Regions from separate parts of the Rattus norvegicus genome. Here region 2 is linked to region 1. The links are chromatin contacts, called in public Hi-C maps. All regions are on one chromosome and are shown on one strand. Each heading gives the region's core, a stretch centred on a gene start, on an enhancer-like site or on the middle of the called end of the contact. The rest is flanking DNA. Distances are from core to core; before and after follow the strand shown.

What was found. A called contact is a pair of places that touch in the nucleus more often than the background predicts.
Region 2: a Hi-C map of liver shows a contact between it and region 1, with 4 times the contacts expected there. The contact joins the enhancer-like site here to the promoter of Nrip1 in region 1. A contact is called at or near these places in 5 of 12 Hi-C or Micro-C datasets (Schwann cells, kidney and liver).

What each region holds. Positions count from the first base shown.
Region 1 is chr11:28,463,085-28,468,661 of GRCr8, forward strand. Nrip1 (nuclear receptor interacting protein 1) reads right to left here and starts at 3,328. Exons shown (of 4, transcript NM_001100560.2): 1 at 3,151-3,328.
Region 2 is chr11:28,542,032-28,547,608 of GRCr8, forward strand. No RefSeq gene overlaps it. Among named protein-coding and RNA genes, the nearest start is that of Nrip1, 78 kb to the left of the region's middle. Within about 2 kb of position 3,055, at least 10 of the 93 cell types and tissues checked have an H3K27ac peak or open chromatin away from gene starts, as enhancers often do. A contact at or near this core is called in Schwann cells, kidney and liver, where this site is marked.

The sequences.
Region 1 (5,577 bases), core at 2,078-4,577:
TCGTCGCAGTTTAAAATGAGCAATTTTTTTTTCCTGATTAAAATTTAAATGCCTTAAACGTATTTTTAGCTGAGTGATCTTTTAACTTCATACATCAAAGTGTTATTGCTGGTCTAGAAAGACGGGAGTGGCTTGCCATCTTCAGACTTACCAAAAGAAAAAGAAAAAAAAAGAAAAATCTAACACCTTTAACCTCCTAGGTCCTAAGCCACACTGATTCAAAAAGATCTCCGTGTCATGATCTGCTGCTGCTGCTTTGCGATGAAACGCATGTGATTAATAATAATCTCCTTTTCTCTCAACTGTCTAGAGAGCCAAGGAGGGCATATCTATCCTGATCTCCCTATGTGTTCCATTAGACTGACTGACATATTTTGCCTCATCTGTCACCTTCCTCAAAACTCTGCTTTCAGATATGAGTTAATTCATTTTTAGTTGTCCTCAATGTTCTAAAATAGTGATGTCTGACAGAATTAAGGCAGTGCTCTAGTTCTCTCTGTTCGACTGATATTTAATTAAAGATCTTGGAGGCCATCTTTCAGGCTAGACGGTTAGAGGAGGAGCGTTACTTCCTCCTCGGACAATGTGATAAGCAGAAGGGTAGAGGCTGCCGCCCTCAGGCCTCCTGTTTAACAGACTGCTTTGCCACTCACAAACCTCCAGTAGGACAGGTTATCACTGTTTCACTGACTGTATTCCCAAACACCTTATCCCAGCTTCCAAGACGGTCTACCGTCTCTCTAACCTTCTCAGTGTTTAAAATGTTGGTAATGGCAACATCCCTCTCTCTATACTTTTGTCATCGCTTTTGTCGCCCTCCCCCCCCCAAAAAAAAACCTCAAAAGGCACCGAGAACACTTATTTTGTCACATTTCTTGAATCTCTCGTATCACAGGAAATCTTTTTGCACTCAGGGCCACCTTGGAGCACAAGCTAAAAGAAGCTGTCTTTAAATTTTTTTTCTTTTGAATTAGTATCTTTCGGAGACTGGCCCACTTGAGTTGATATGTCATAATTTTCGGTTCTGAAAGTGTCGTGGATAATTTAAATTGGCACTTGCTATGCATTACTTAAATAAGTGTTCTCCTGGATGGCCTCTGAAAAGCCTGAATTCCTTAATCTTGTTTTGACTATACAGTAACCACGAGGGACACGTCAATGTAAGCAAACTCCAAGAGCAATAAACTAACAAACAGACTCTAGGTGGTGGTATAGGTTATTTTTTTAATCACAACGTTTTGCTCTTAAAACTGGAGGAGTCAGAGGAGCCCTGGCCTCATCCACAAACATTTCTCCATTGCTAACCCACAATTATTTTCAGGTATCTCAATTACAAAAATCCAAGTTCTGCAAAGTTTGGAAACTCAGATTTCTAAGTCTTCTCGTAGGCATGAAAGCTGGTTTTCAACTACCTGTATATAAGCAGCAACCGAAGCCCTCCTTAGAGTTTTGAAGTATACTTTTTAAGGATATTTTCTTCTCGCTCCTTGTACTTTAAGTGTGGAGTCTTCCCAGTACAGTATAGAACAGGCTGGGGTGAGGCTCCAGTTTGCAGGTATTGCCTGCGGCATGACTGACTCTCCTTTGTCTCTACTAAGTCCTACACAGAAAGTTCCTGTTGGATCAATTAAACCCTATGGACAAACTGCTGGGCCAAACCAGGGCAACTCACTTGGAAGGGGAAGATTTCAACATTTTCCCAGGCTGCAGCCACTCTTAGGGGCCATGCATGTGAAGCACCCACCGTTTGCTTAAAAAGTCGACTCCGTCTCTTAGACAAAGGTGGCAACCTGATGATTAAACACTGGATAATTGCATCTGGAAGATGCCGCCCACTTGCTAAACCCATGATTCACTAATAAGCGGGTTCAATGTAATTCATAACTCTAAAGAATGAATTACCGAAGTCCCTGCTTTACAAAACCCAAGAGATAGACTACACATCGTTTAAGCATACACACAGACAGACAGACACACAGACACTCCAATCTTGTTTTACTTTTAGACTGTCTCTCTTTCTCTAAAAACACTGTTTTCGCTCAGTGTCACAATCAGTTACAAGAGCAGACAAACTCCAGCCTGGTGCCATCAAAAAAAAAAGAGTTAAAAGTTCTTGCACCTAACAATGTCCGGACTTCCCTCTAACTAAAATGATCCATTAATTTAAAAAAGTAAAGTATTTTAACGTAAAATTACCTAACGTTTCATACTTCGTTTGCGACCGCCAGAATCCAATTAAATTTCTGACATGATGGAAGGTAGAAACTCGTGGAATGCCTCAGAGATCAACATGTGTCAGACTCACTGCCTGTCCGCCTTTTAAACACAGTGGATTCCTTTGTTCCTTCCGTCTGAATATCAACTCCTGATTAAAATTTGGAAACTACTTTGGGAAGGATGGGAGGGTCTAGGGGAATGTTTCCGCGGAAGAGGGTTTCTTCTAGCAACAATAGTAGTAAGGAGGACAGTGGCACCAGAGAGAAGAGCAGTCTCTCAGGACTTCACCAGGCTCACCCGAGTGAACCCCTCTCGGATGCTGGGGGAACTGGGCTGAGGCCTCGGGTGCAAGGGGCCTCGCCCTCCTCGGCAGGCGGGGAGCTCGTGCCCAGCAGGCCGGGCCTGGGGCTCAGCGCTGTCCCTTCTCCGAGTCACTTTTCCCGGCCGGGAATCGGCGAGCACCGCGCAAGGGAGAAACCGGCGATAGGCGGGGAGCTGCGCGGGCGCCACCGCGAGCACCGCTGGGCGGCAGGACCGAGCGGGGCTGCAGCCAGCGCCCGGGGCTCGGGGCCAACGGGGGCAGCCGGGCGGGCGGGCGAGCTCGACCCGGGCCCCGCGATCCGGCCACCCGCGTGGGTCCCGGCGCATTACACCCAGGGCGGCTGCGCCCCTCGCGCCAAGGCTGGCACGGACGAGCCCGCGGCTGGGAACTCCACAACTTGGCGGCTGCGCCGGCCGGGCCCGCGAGTTCCCGGGGAGAGCCGGAGAGGGGCGCGGCGGCGCGCTGTCCCCGGGATCCGTGTCCCTGGAGCCCCCCGCGGGCCTCCCCCGGCCTCCGCCGCCTCCACGGGCCGCGCACCCAGGCCGTGCCCGGGCGGCTCGGCGTCCGCTCAGCGAGCTCCGCACGGAGCCCGGGCCGCGATCGCCACTCACCGAGGCCGCCGCGGCTCCGGGCCGCCGATCCGCGTCGCTCCCTCCTTCCCAGGTTAGCCGTGCCCTGCGGCCGCGCGAGGCCACGGGCGCTGCGCACCGGCGGGCTGGGGCCGGCTCGTCCTCCGCCTGCGCCGCGGTCGCCGTCGCCTCCCGAGTTCGGGGCTCTGCTGCAATGTCTGCGAGGCTGACTTTGAGCGCCTCGCTCGCCGCCCGCCCGCCGCAGCCGCGCTCCTCCCTCCGCCGCCGACTTCGCGGCGGCCGGGTCCCTCCCCTCGCTGCTCCACGCCATTCAGCTCTTCAGCCAAGTTTCTTAACCCTTTTCTGCCCCTCCCTCCCATTGTCACCCGGGCGGAGCGCGCACCCGGCGGCTTGCCGGAGCCCGGGAGCCCACCCGGCGTCTGCAGGCCTTCTCGCCGGTGCTCCGGGTGGGGGTCCGGGTCTGAGCGGCCTTGAAGGCAGAGGGAGGACGCGGTTGAACCGGAGAAGGGGGGTGCTTTGCTCCCCGAGCCGGCGCCCTGGCTTCCCAGCCGCGTCCAGCCAGCCGCCTGGACAGATTCCCCGCTAGGGGCCAGGCGATAGCCCATGTCACCCTTGCGGGGGCAAACGCTGGGGGCACCAAAGGGGAGTCGGGGCGCCTTAACCCTACCCCAGGTTCCCCACCTAAGGGCTGGCACCTTAAATGTCTCCCTTTCTCCCGTTTCAACCCACAAATACGCGTTCTCTTGGAGCCCTTTACCCACCCTCAATTTTCCACCTCCTTGAAATCTGTGTCCCGCTTAAATTCCGGAAGCCACGGCGCTATAACTCTAGGTCATTTTGACCCCATCCTCAGCACCTAGTAGGACCCAGTAATAAATATGGCATGATTGCAAGCGGAAAACTGGGAAGGAGACCTGAGGAGTGCACAGCTCAGCTCCCTAGACGGACGCAGGACCCAGGAACCTGGTTTATCTTCTGCTGCTTTGTCACTGCGAAGTCTCCAGTAGGGTCTGCCCGCCAATCTGCACCACCCCCAGGAAGGATCTGACCCAACAGGACTAGAAGATGGGCTGGCACTTCTTTAAGCAGCTCTGCTGGGTTCAGAGTCTCAATAAATAACAATTACATCACGGAGCCAGGGTGGCAGTGCAGCGAAACCTGGGTTTCCTGCAGCCTGGTCTTGCTGAACCCGCCTCTGAATTTGAGGGGGGCTAACAGATTGGTGAGGCTAGAAAGTGGAGGGAGGAGAGAAAAAGACGAAACCGTGATCTCTTCCTCTCCTTGTGTTTTCTGCTTTAAAATCCTATTCTCTCTACTCCCTTCATATGTTACTTGTGAAGCCTCCTTTTAACGCTCCCCCTACCCCAGATGTCACGTTTGTTTTTGACTCTAGCATCTTGCCATGAAAAGAATCATTTGCAGAAGTTGTTTTCGCTTGACATAAAAAAAAACAAAAACAAAAACAAAAAAAACAAAAAAACCACTCTAAAGTACATCTTTGGTTCACCCTAAACTCTGAAGTGCTATGCCTGTGTTAAAATACTTACTGACTAAGACAATTTTGTGGATGAAGCTGTCTACTCTCATACACACGTTTTCATATTCTTAGGAATTTCGGTAGCCTTCGGAAGCAGTTATTGATGTACACCGAAACCAAAAATTATCCAAGGGACCCCACTGTGTTCTTTACTGTTATATAATAGCTCTATAGCTATTTTTCCGATTTTTCAAATGAGCAGGGTCTGGAGTATGTTCCCAATCTTTAAAGTAAAGGCAATTTTTCAAATTAATTCTTCATAAAGCTATACCCTAGCTCAGTCCTGAGCGCATGCTAGAAGTATTTTTGCTTAATGCTGATAGTACATATTAAAATACTCTCTCTTCTCCTAGAGATTCACCTCTGCAATCTGTTTTCATCTAATGTGTAAATCTCATGTAACAGCATAGCACGTGCATTTCCCACTGTTCAAAATCTGCTTAAAGCAAACTAGTAAAGGCAGCACTTGTCCCAGGCACCATTATCTTTTGGACAGCATATATCCCGGATTGACACAAAGCAAATGATTACAAATTAAATGACCAGAATGATTGTAACTTAGCTCTTCAAATTTTTTTTAATATTATACAAAGACATTCTAAATGTATCTCATTTTATTGGGCCTGGTTGTTGTTGGTTTTGTTTTGAAAACCCAATGTCAGTTTTGTTAAAAGTCATCTTTGTGGTAGATTATAGCAGATTCAACAAATGCGTCCAGTTAGCCACAGTGGTACAAGGCTGTAATCAACTGGGAGGCTGAGACGGGAAGTGGGAAGTTGGAGGTCATCTAGGACTTTTTAGCAAGTTCAAGGACAATGAAGTTCCAAAACCAGACCCAATTTTGTAAAACTAAGATAGGGATGAGGCAAAGAGATAAAGCATACTTGGCTAGTATGTGTAAGGCAATGGGT
Region 2 (5,577 bases), core at 1,805-4,304, 79 kb after region 1:
ACCTCAGCTGTAGCCAATAATGTACACTCGCTCTAAGAACCCCTACCCACCCCTCAAGGTTTATATAATAACCTTTTTTTCTCCTCTCCCAAAAGGCAAAGAAGGGATATAGAAAACATTGTGTTTCTTTTTTTTCTCCCTTCCCCAAAAATTGTGTTTCTAAGGCTTCCTCTGTTAGATCTCTTTCTATTTCACTGAAAACTGTCTCAAGAGAAGGCTGTTTCACACACACACACACACACACACACACACACACACACACACACACACCCCAGCTGAGATCCTGTTTACCTCACGCACTGCTGGCTATGCCTCCCTCCATCCAAGCCAGTGAGCAACATCCTTGTATACCCTGAGGGGAGAAGCAGACCAGGAGCAGCATTTGTTTCGTTGAATTCATATTAACCCAAAACCTAAACTGAATAAACCCTGCATCTCTCATCTTTAAGGTTGGACTTATTATAGGGTGTATAAAACACTATCAGTTCTGTTCTTTCTTAATACCACCAGCTATGCAAGATACCATAACCATAACCTGTGCTTGCACTTTGTTCAATCTACCTGGAGCAGGTGGCAGCATCTGGGATTGAGAAGCAAGTGGCGTTAAGAAGTGGTGTAAATCAAGGTTCAATTGTTGTATTCTGTCTGGGATAATTGAGACTAAGTACAGAGGCCATGCCTGCAAGTCTAGGTGTCCTGAGTGCGCTGCCAAAGCATCTGACTGCATTGCTGTCAGGGCAAAGGTAATTAGGCATTCTGGAGGAGTCCCACTACTTTTCAGATTGAGCAAATCCCAAACAGGTGCAGATTTAATTCAAGGCTTTGGAAAGCGGCACGGAAGAGACAGCTGTGAACGCTGAAACTCAAAAAGTAAATCGTAAGCAGAGTCTGCCAAGGGAAGAGCATATCCTGGGACCCAAAAGTACAGTCTTGCAGTACCTAAAACACTGTTGGCATGGAAACGGCGAAATGCATGTTGTAGTGGTCCTTTGTATCTCCCGGCCATTCTGCCAGGAAATGAGGTGATACCCGGGAAGCTGAGCACAAGGAGACAGCGATGCATGGACCATCCACACATGATGCTGAATGTAAAACCTGGGGATGGGGAGAATAGAAGTGTCTGAAAGATTTATAATTTTTTAAAATTTCTCTTCTTATGGCCAGCTTTCTATTACAGTGACAAAATTCCTTAGGTTAAGAAGACTTATTTTGGCTCATGGTTTTAGAGGGATCGATACATGGCCAGCTAGCCTCACTGTGTTCAAGGAGAGGCAGGACATCATGGTGATGAGAGGGCATCGACAGGGAAGCTCCTGATTTCATAGAGGCAAGGAAGCCATGATAGAGAGGGAGGGAGGGATATAAATACTAGCTATCCCTTTCCCAAATTCTCCTGTATGTAACTACTTGCTATAAGAATGTCCCACGTTCCGCAGTTTTACCGCCTTACAACAATACTATTAGGACGCAACCAAGCTTCTAGCCCCACGGCCCTAGAAAATACCTCAGACCCAAATCATAACCTTTAGATAAAGGTCAGATTGAATGTGCTTGTCATGAAAGCTAGCAAAACTCTATATAGCAGGGGAGAGGAAAAGCAGTGAGCATGAACATTGTACATCTTTTTTTATTCTCTTGTCTTTTTGGATTGGAACCCAGATCGTCACACATGATAGCCAAGTTCTTTAGCTACACCCTTGGCCCTTCCTGTGCTGTATCTTTGGGCACCAACAATGAGTTTGGAAAGTATGTCATTGAGAAAGTTAAGAAAAGGGCAAACGGAAGAAAAGTAAGAGAAACAGTGTTAGCATCTTTAGCATTAAGCCACTCGGTGGGGCGAGCCTGGAGGTTTTCCTGTGCCTGGGATTACGGAAGGCGGAGGGAGAATCAAAGGATTGCGGCATGGTGCCCAGACAGAGGGTGGCTCCAGAGCTGACCCCTTGTTGAATGAGAGCTAGACATGGGGGCATTTTTTAAAACAGGGTAGAAAATGAGAAGAGGATGAATTAGCCTCTGAACTAATTTCGACTACTCCTTAAACACATAGTGCTGAGCATTGCAAGGTTAAATCCTTGGTGGTCCCAGACTCTCAAGGGAAGCTTCAGGGGGAGTTCATTTGGTCTTTGTTAATTACTAAATACTCATGACTTCATGGGGTCCAGAAGACAAAGCATATTTACTAATCGATATGGAACATGATTTAGTAATTCGAACAGTGGTTTAACTGGCACTGGCTTACGAGTTGAACTCGGAATTTCCATGAATGCTAATACTGTTTTACGGGTTCTCTTTTCTAGAATCTTGCCACTTTCTTTAAATAACTAAACTTTCAGACACACGGAGGATCAGTTACTGGACATCTAAGGACAGTGTGTTTATTTGAGAAGGAGAATGCTTGAATGTGTCCTTAAATTGCTTTGACTCCCAATTGCAAAGAAACCTGTCTAGGTTATTTCAGCCTGGAGAGTGATGGACGGGTCCAGGGGTCACTACTGTTGACTCTGATGTCACTGTAAGGCTGGATGCAAAGAAAGAAGTCAGGAGAAGAGGGGGAGAGGGGGATGGGAAAGAGAATTAGCAAGAGGAACAAAAAACGGAACAGCTGACTTGGTGGGGAGAGGTGGGGTGGCAGCAGGCATTTCCTTGTGTGACATTTAACGACACATAGCCCAGCCTTTTTCGTTCCTTTCTCTTAGGGCAAACATAGGCACTGCTTTGCCTCAACAAGGGCCAGTTTTGAAGAGAAGCCCTTCCCACAGAAAGGCAAGCTCATGAAGGAAGGGGTTCAAATAAGCACCAATAGGCACAGATGCCCACCCCCACAGCAGTAATAAAGAGGAGAGAGGGATCGGTTTTTAAAGCTCCCCTATCAAAGAGCTTCACTCAAGGAGGATCTGTTAATAAGTAATGAAACAAAGTGGCTGTTATGGAGATTAAATGCCCCTGTGTCTAGGTACAAAGTTCAGACTGCAAAGTGAAGCTGTCACCCTCACTCTAACCCCACAGCAGCCTTAGAACCTCTGGTTCAAAGTGTGTCTTGTTGCCTTCCTGTTACTAGGCTGCCCAGTGCAAGGTCCAGCCAGGGGTCAGAGTTCAGCGTCTGTGGCTCGGCTGGCTGCCTTTTGTCTAGCTTGGGCCAGTTTTTCCGTAAGCCACAATACTGCTCATTTAAGACGATTATTACAAGCAACTGACAGATTATTTTTCCTGGCTTCTTGTGTTTGTTCTTTAAAAGGAAGCTTAAATGGTCTCTAACAGTAGTCTCTTGAGGATATACGGGCACGTGAAAGGATAAGAAAATCTATTTCTAAGGAAGAACTATGTTCCAAGTGGATGTATAAACTGGAGGTCCTTTGAAGTTAAGGACTTGCCTGAATAATTTCAAAATGGCTCAAATAATTCATTCTTTAATCATGTACAGTCCCGTAAATGCTAGATTAGTTCTTTAAAATTCAACTAAGATATGAACTCTCAGAGACTGACAGAGTGCACAAATTCAAACCTGACAAAATCCCAACATGGAGAATGGGAAGTGGGCAGGAAATCCCACCCCCTACCCCCACCATTCCTATCCCCCACCCCCACCCCTCCCCCAACCTCGAAGTTACTTGCAACTGTTAACTGTGTGGAGAAGAAAAACCAGTTTCTTTAGTGCATGGATCCTGGGCGTATCAACCACACTCCAGGGCAGGGCCTGCACGGGGAGGGGGGAAGGGGCGTAGTTGGCCAACACAAATTGGACTTCATATTTAGAAAGAATATGAAGCTGGATGGACAGAGAGATGGGGGAAGAGATGGGAAGAGTTGGAAGAAAGAAAGGAAAATCAAAACATATTCTATGAAAGTCGCAAGAATCAAAACAAGAGCTAATTTTTCCATCGATGACAGTAGATGAACGCTCGTTTATTAGAGCCGTCGTTGTTTATGGCCATCCTCTGAAGAACTCCAGAGAAATGCTCCGTCGAATACTTTCCGTGAGTTGCCCTGATCCTTGGAAGAGTTTCAGAAAGTTGGTGAAACATTAATCCCTATTCCCATTTTGCAGGTGAAGAAACAGAGAACTTAGCAACCAGCCGGGGAGCCGTGTTAATACAGCAGGAAGCAGGAACCACCCGACCGACTTCTTTATCCATCCTCTCCCTCGTCCTTCCTTAGCCTCTGCTGTCTTGACACCAACTTTCTTAAAATTAATGCAGTTCTTATTCACTGTTCAATTTTATGACAGTGGGCTGAGTTAAAATAAAACATGAGAGGCAGGCTACTGGGGAAATGTGACGGGAGAGAGCATGTCAGGTAAGAGTTCAGAGAACCGGCGTGACTCCACACTGGCCTCTCGCCAGGCCCTTGTGATTCATGCTCCATCTCCTGGCCACAGGTGCTGGGAGGGCAAGATTTTAGCTTAGCTGCCCAGTGGGTCGAATAGGGCGCTGCTCTTTCCAGTGATAGACTGGATTAATATTTTACCTCAAAAAGGAGTCATACCCATGGGTTGACACCCCAGTCTCCCACAGGGCTTAGAATCTAAAATTCTACTTGTTTTCCACTTGGGAAAAGATTTCTTTCATTCCATATTTTTGTTTTTATTAGGGTATGGTTTGAAAATCATCAATAGGTTTCATTCCTATGATAGGTATATATGTGTATATTTACAAATGAGAAAGACATATTTCAGTTACTGAGTTTTTAGTTAATGATGTTCACAGACACACATATGTACATGACATATACAATACCATTTATATTTGTGTGTATATTTGTATATGTGTATATTTGTCAGTATAAATGTCAGGTCCTAGTTATTACTTGGACTACCCCGTGTGCCATCAAGAAAGCATGTATATAAATTCATCCACATCCTGGTCTTTGTCCTCATAATGCTTGGGCTATAGTAGAAGGAAAAGGTGACAATGCATATAACTAGTGACAGCAGAGCCACATGTCATATGCACATGGGTAGGTAAGAGCAAGAGTCGTGACTGAGTGTCAGAGATCTAGGTGAAAGCCTTTAATCCACACAATGACATCAGGAGGGGTCAATGCTGTCTCCATTTCATAGATAACCACACTCAAACTCAGGGTGGTTAAGACACTTGTCTGAAGCCACACAGCCTGAAAAGAAAGCAAGGACATGAACTGGGGAAATGTGACCGGAGAGAGCATGTCAGGTAAGAGTTCAGAGAACCGGAAATCCACACAGACGTTGGGATATTTTGGCCAGGAGAGGAAAGAACCATATTCTTAGAAAAGCAGGCAACAGGATTTTTGTTTCAGAGCTTTAATAGAGAGAAGGAAGGGAGTCTCTGAGAGATGGCTGGTACTTCAGACCAGGGCCATGGCGGCTAGAAACCAAGACCAGCGACTGTAAATAGCTGATGAGGAGAGGCAAGAAACAAGTGCGGAGCTGTGGGTGGTGTGAACTACTGTCCTTCATCCCGGGTGATGGAGAGGGAGGCCTGAACAAACTGAACAAGACGTATGCTTAACTTACCGTGCACTGACCTCTGTTCTCTGAACCACCTACACAAGAACATGCCTTTTCTCATCCCTGAAATACATGCTGGAGTGTGAGGGTAGCTC